Linked DNA regions of Rattus norvegicus: region 1 is linked to region 2. A link is a contact called in public Hi-C data. All regions are on one chromosome and are shown on one strand. Each heading gives the region's core, a stretch centred on a gene start, on an enhancer-like site or on the middle of the called end of the contact. The rest is flanking DNA. Distances are from core to core; before and after follow the strand shown.

Evidence for each region. A called contact is a pair of places that touch in the nucleus more often than the background predicts.
Region 1: a contact with region 2 is called in a Hi-C map of the A7r5 cell line, with 8 times the contacts expected there. The contact joins the promoter of Sntg2 here to the enhancer-like site in region 2. A contact is called at or near these places in 4 of 12 Hi-C or Micro-C datasets (the A7r5 cell line, the Rat2 cell line, Schwann cells and 1 more).

What each region holds. Positions count from the first base shown.
Region 1 is chr6:52,729,621-52,733,178 of GRCr8, reverse strand. Sntg2 (syntrophin, gamma 2) reads left to right here and starts at 2,207. Exons shown (of 17, transcript NM_001414914.1): 1 at 2,207-2,377. The coding sequence starts at 2,306.
Region 2 is chr6:52,274,789-52,278,216 of GRCr8, reverse strand. The region is part of intron 21 of Myt1l (myelin transcription factor 1-like); the gene reads right to left. Among named protein-coding and RNA genes, the nearest start is that of Pxdn, 32 kb to the left of the region's middle. Within about 2 kb of position 1,731, at least 20 of the 93 cell types and tissues checked have an H3K27ac peak or open chromatin away from gene starts, as enhancers often do. A contact at or near this core is called in the A7r5 cell line, where this site is marked.

The sequences.
Region 1 (3,558 bases), core at 958-3,457, 450 kb before region 2:
GCTGTATCCAGTCACAGGGACAAAGTTCATGTGGCAAAACCACGTTTTTCCATGGAGGCATAAATATTTAATTGAGTAACAGATCAGCAAGCCATAAGGGATCTGAAGTAACTCGCCACTATCTACTACACCCAGAAGTACAAAAACACATTCCAAGAACAATTGCTTGTCTTGAAGAGGCTGAGGTCACAAGTCTCTTGTCTTATTTTTTTGTGGCGTTCCCACAAGCACCCAGAATTCTCCTCACAGGCCTCCATTCCTGGACTGTATTCTGACACCTGGGTCTGCTAGTTGAGGGAGTTTCTATATTGATTTAAGTGAGGTGGGAAGACCCACTCAGAATGCGGGTTGCACCAATGCCTGTGCCAGAGTCGTGAACTGAATTAAAGGGAGAAATGGAACTGAACACTAAGTATTCCTCTCTTTCTTCTTCCTGACTGCAGACACGATGAACCAGCTCCACCCAAGTTCCCACTGCCATGGCTTTCCTATCATGGTGGCTGTGTGCTACACTGACAGTGTTTCCGTTAACTTGAGTTAATAGTTAAGGAGACAGTGACTCACTTTGGGAAACATTCCAGGAAGAACTCCACTTGCATCATGGAGACTTCTGAGCCAAACTGGAGGAAATTCACACCACATAGGTAGGCCCTCTCAGGGTTTTGGATGGTCAGTGTTCTTACTGTTAACTCTTATGAACTGGGGCCCCACTGTTTTGGAAATGAAGTAGCAAAACTCTTACGAGCAACCCTAGCTCCTAATGCACAAAATCTGAGAAACTATTCAAGCCTGAGTTGTATAGCTTCCCACAGCAGCCCCAGTGTGTGTCAAGTATCCTGAATCAAGGACCATGGAGTGAACACAGAAAGGGTTTCAGTGAGCACCAAGAAAGACACAGTATTTACCAAATTAATAATTAGCTTAGCTTTCAGCAGAAGATGCCCATGTTTTTGTTTTCTTTGTTTGTTTTGTTTTGTTTGTTTTTACCTGCAAAATTTGAACTTGTATCCAGTCTACCAACTCTAACAGGATGAATAGGTACATGCTTACCTCTCCTTCAGACTACAGGATGAATCTTCCCTTTGTAATTTAGGTAGAGGTCTATCTTCAGACCTCTGATTTCTCAGAGATTGAACTCATGTACTTTTCAGAATGCAACTTCATGAACCAAAGCTGTGGAATTGTAGGCAGAGGGTGAATAAGACTTGGGAACCTGGAAAGCCTTGCTCCTGTACCGCTGGGTCACAAACCCAGGGCCACTCAGGTTTCAGCTGCGAATGGTTTGCTCCACATTTGTCTGTCCATCGTGAGCCATGACCATGAAAACCCCACCTTAGACTGCCAGTTTTTCCTGACAGTGCAGCAGTAAAGTCAAGATAAGCATCTCAGGATGCTGTCCACTGGTGCATCCATGCCTGTAAGTGATAGTAGCTAGGGGTCCCAATATCACTTTTAAGATATTTCTTTTGACACAAATCTGATCTAATAAAAGACACTTTCAACTTAGACTGGTGACTACGTTGGAGCCTCTTTGGAAAGTGTGGGAGACAGAGTAAAATTGGGGGCACAGAACCTAGACTGCCCTCAGAGTGGAGCTTGTAGCTTAAGTAGATGCCACGAGAGGAAAAGACAGGCATACAGGAATGGAGACCACTAATGCTTTCTTTTTTTCCCCAGAAAGTAGATCCTTAGGGTAGCCAGGCTAGGTTATGGTGTGGAAATCCGGAAAAAGGACCCAAGGCTGCTGTCAGGATAAAGCACCACCACACTCAGAATCTAACAAGCTTTGCCAGCAGAAGTGACCAGGAAGCATCTGTAAGTACTAGTGATGATACCACCAGAATCCACTGGGAATAGCTTATTGGTCCCCAATGGCCCAGGTGCCCGGTTAGCCTTCCAACCCTAAGGGAGGCGCGCATCTGAGCCTGTTTCAGCTCTGTACTTTGCTGGCCAAGCTGGGGGAAGTGATGGTCCCCGCACGGAGGTGGGAGCTGGCTTTACAGTTCTCACAAACCAGTACAACCATCATCACTGACTGGAGGTGGAAGGGCAGAGCTGGTGGGCGGGGTTACCGGGCATAAGGCGGGGCTTGATGGTAACGGGCGGGACTTGGTGGGCGGTGAACAGAGTAGTAGGGGCCGGGCTGCTGGGAGGTGGGCGGGGTTCCGAGCCTGCCCTGCTTGCTAGCGCAGTGGCTGCTGGCTCTGTCCGCCCCAGCCTGTCCACAGAGGGGCGCGGGCGCCGTGCAGGCGCTGGACTTAGGAGCTCCGGAGCCCGAAGCGCACGCCTAGCCGCGTGGGCGGCGATGAGCGCCGAGGGATCGCAGTCCCTGGCCGCCCCCCGCGGGCGTCCTAGTCACCTACTGGTGCCCGCGCGGGTGAGTGGGGTCCCCTGGAGGCCCTCTGAGTCCCTTCAGTCTCCCTGCCTCCCCTCCTTTCCCAGCGCCTCCTCCTTTCTGTGAGTCCTTGTGTCCCCCTTTCCGGGTGGCTCTTGTGGGCGGGGGTTGGCTCTGGGCCCTGGACATAGTGGATACCAGGAGCCCCTGGGTACCGCAATCTTGTCTTCCTTGCATCACAGTTACCAGCGTGCAGGTTTTTATTTTCTTATCTTTAACATCTGGGTCATGGGGCACAGGTGCTTTCTTTTACTGCGTGGTAGCTAAGGTCTTCCAGACCATGGGGTTTGGGCTCTGCCCAGCATTTCTTCCAAGGAGTGGTCTCTCTGGTCCCAGGCAGGGGCTTTTGCAGCAACTCAGGCACTCTGCAGGGGTTCTCGTTGTCCCCTTGATGAGGTGTGATGCCAACTGTCTCTGCTTATCGCTTGAGCCACCAGCTCAGTATCTCCAGAAACCAAGACGATGCTGATGGGCCAACTTTGCAACATGTTTTTAAAAGTCTATTCTAGGTCCTACCCACCCACCCCCCTATTTTTAAAAAACGAAACTATTGATTGACAAAACCCTGAAATGTTGGTTTAAACAAAAACGGAAAGTTCTTGGAAACCTTCAAGTTGCCACCCACACAGCACAACCAAGTGTTCTGGAAAGGGTGCAAGACGGCAGCTGTTTATCGTGGCCTTAGGAAGCTGTAGTGTGTCCTGGGGTGCAGTCACACCTCCTCTTTAACTATGCTCAAACGCCCAACCTTCAGCACTACTGGAGAATAAGGTCCTTTTAGGGTAACAAAGGTCTCTAAGACTGTAGGCTGGAGTGGCTGCTAACTGTCCAGTCACAATGCTTCAGAAATAGCTAGTGCACAGTGCTATGTTTACTGGGTTGAGACCAGTGTATCTGCTTTGCGAGTTGAACCATCCTAGGGAATCCTGCGACATCTTCAACATTTTGGGTGGAACATGGTAGGATTTTTGTTTTTTGTTTGTTTGTTTTATTTTACTTTTTTGTTTAAAATCTTTGTAATGTGAGTAGTTAGTTACCCAAGTACAGCAGATGGGACTCATACCTTAGAAAATACACTTAAGATTACCTGGAAATAGAAGGAAGCAAGTTGTCATTGGCTTTCTGACGTACTATTCTCGAGACTTCAATAGAATGTCCTCCCA
Region 2 (3,428 bases), core at 482-2,981:
CATATAATGCTTGGGGTGTGCCAATGTAATATGCATCCCAGGGATAAGAGTCCTCTGCTACAGTAGAGTCTGTAGGATCTCTGTTAGCTGTTGGCTAGGATCCATCAAGGAACATGCGTTGTATAGCTTTAGGCTTACTCGTGAAAGGAGACTTAAGATCATGTTAGGATTGGGTATAATGTTTAATGACGGTAGTAACTTCTGCACATTGCTGCAGTGTCTGTGCTAGTCAGGTGCCTGAAATGAGAGTTTCCGGGCCAATGCTATCCAAAGAGGCTATACCTGGACCCATCCCCATTTCCAGGGCAAGTTGGGTATGATTGTGGGCATGAGTTACTGGTTGAGCCTCCTGCAAACATTATCAGGACTATGCTTCTCAGAATAGCACTTTGCTCCAGCCTAAGGCCTGGCCCAGGCCCACAGAGCATGCATCTCCCACATTACGGCCATTACTATCTCCTCCCTAGCCATTCTGGCAGCAGATTTTTCAGAGGCCAGAAAGTTGGACAGAGAGCATCAGAATGTGGAGTACTGGGTTCCAGAGGCCTTCCTCCCTTCTTTACTTTGGATCCAGGCTGCTGCCTCAGGAAGAATCCTGTCACATATTGTTTTTCACAGTTACCATCCCTGGGACCCATGTGTTTGCATCCCTAAATGGAACTGTAGGGCCTTTACTTGGGCTGAATCCAACAACCACACACACTCTGTGCAATGGCCTGGGACTCCAGATCATTTCTTCAGCTCAAGGCCAGTACTTCTTAAATGTCTCTGTTGTCAGCTTAAGGTCTGCACACTGGTAACTCCTCTCTGCATTTCTACATTTACCCATGATGCTCTTCGGTCTTATATTTCTGCTCCAGCACTGTGCACTGACCACCCAACTTTCCCCACCTAATTATCTATTAAATAGAAGCATGTGCTTTAGGAAGCCTCTGGCTCAGTCTCCACCCGGCTCAGTTGCTTCTCCTAACTCAAGAATATGGCAGCGCAGGGATCACATCCCCAGACATCACACCTGGGCATCTCAGCCTCTTTCTGGACCAGGAGCACAGCACACCGGGAATTTCAGGAGTTGCTTTGGCTGACTTTGGTAAGATTGCATGTAATCAATGATGGGAAACACTGACACCAGAGGGCATTTCCCACTCAAGATATTGTTTTCATGGAACCTGATTTGGGTTCCACTCATGAGAATGTCTCTAGTTTCTTCTGTTTTCTCTACAATGAGAAGCATAGCTTCTAGTGAGTTCTTTGGACTGATCTATATTGCTTTACCACAACAGATATTAAGTGCTGCCTGGTGGCTCTGCACTATTAGCAGCTGCTTCAAGGACTCCTGAAGTAGAGTCCCAGACTTCCTAACTCCAGGCAGTGCCTCTTTCTTTGCAGTTCTCAGGAGAAAGCCAGATGCATTCTGGGCCACACTGCTTCAGTTTAGCTCTCAGGTATTCACTGCCCAGGATTAAAAACAGAAACCTTCCTTTTTACATTTGTAAGGGGAAGTAAAAGACAAAAAAAGCCATCTCACATTGATCTGAACAGAAGTCCTAGAAATAGCAATTTTATGTTGCTTCTCTGTCGTCAGTGGATACAGCTACCTGATAGAAAGGGTAAATAACAGTGTTACACACGGAGGTGAGGCCTGGGCGGGAGTTTGGGAAACTGTACCAGGAAGCAGCAGACCTAAGGAATGCGTCATCCTGCTCAAATATCCCATTCAGTTCCTGCCATTCCAATCCCATGAGTGCATCTCCTCTTGGGTCAGACTTGGAGTTGAGCCTAGACCTCTGGGTAGTGTCCGGTTCCTTGCAGACATACTGCCATCTGCTGGTTACTCACGCAGTCTCCTCTTTGCCTGGCAGTGGGTCTGAGAGACATAAGACACCCACTGGCTTCAGGGAAGGAGCACACAGCCAGCCTCCCTTCCTCAGAAGGTGAGTTCCAAGCAAAGGAACTCAGACTGTTGTGGAAGCTCTTTCTAATAAAGACAGGAGGCTTCTGAGCTTTGATTTGAAGTTTCAGAGCTGAGAAATTCTGGGGAACCCATAGTTCACGCCCATTTCCCCCATTCTTCCTCGCCTGGGGTCCCAGACATCGGGCACCAGACATCATTTAAGGACCCAGCAAGGATTTCAGTGGCTGCACAAGGAGGAGGGAGGGTCTCTAGTCTTTATCAGGACATTAGTTTCCTAGAGAACCTTCAGTTGCATGGAGCTAAACTTCCAAGGATGTGTGGTGAAAGTGGGCAGGGCATGATGATAAGGAACAAAAATGTGATCTGGAAGAAAGCCCAGGGAAGCACGCAGTGAGGGTCAACTGGGGGCTCTGCTCAGCAAAACCAGGTTTTCCTAGATTCAAACTTCTAGAGGCTTCCAGAGATGGGGGCGGGGGCATCTCTCACACAGGCAGCATCGATCGCCTGTGTGAGATATTTCTCTTCCAGGAGCCTTTACCATTGTATATTATGGACTTGGAATTTGCTGTGTGACCAGCCACCCAGACGTAAGTTCTAGCTACCTAAGTGGCTTAGCCTATTCGGTCATGGAAACCCTGCCAGCCTCCTCAGTCCCATAAAGAAACAGTCTTCCCAAAACTTGGGGACACTAGAGAGACTGGTGCTCACCTAATGGGTCATTGGGGGTGACTGAGCAGCGGTGACCCCAGAAACACTACAGAGTATCCAGAACCTTGCTAGGAGTTGGGTACAGTCTCATATGAGACAGGCAGATCTCCATCCAACTCAAGATCGGCCTGGGCTACAGAGAGGCCCAGTCTTAAGAAAAAAGAAGCCCTTGTACGGTCACTGAATTTCATATCCCCATCTATTTCACTCGACAGTAGCAGTTCCCAGTGGAGCAGCACTCAAAGGAGGCCCTGCAGAGAGCAGCAGTCGTGGTTGACAGGATGCTGTCCTCTGTGGTTGTCCACACTTTCCCTGAGTGACAGAATATTTTCGCAGGGCTCCTAGAGGATCTGGAGTCCAGACTGGGCTGACCACTGCCTTCCTAACTTGGGCTCTGACACCTTTGTCCAAACAGAGGTGGGAAATCTGGCAGGTATTTCCCTTTGAGCATTTAGTTGCTGAGTAAGCAGGTATGGATGAGGTAGAGCTTGGTAGCCTTGGGTTTGGGGATGGCCAGTGTTAAGAGTGACAGATGTAGCTGCAGAGATAGGCAGAGGCTGATGGCTGGAGACCTGACTTATCCGCTGAGGGCACTGGATTTAAGAGCAGTGTCCTGAAGCTTGTATTGCTGCCACTGTCATGGAGAGCACCTGGAAGGGGCCATGGGAGAAGCCTAGAGAGGAGTGGCTGCTGGTGCTGGGGAGTGGGTTGGGATCTGGGGAGACGACAGGGCTGGGTGGTTCAAAGAGAATGCCACCCAGAGGCTTGAGAAGCAGACACACCACTGTTTCTAACTTCCCAGGCT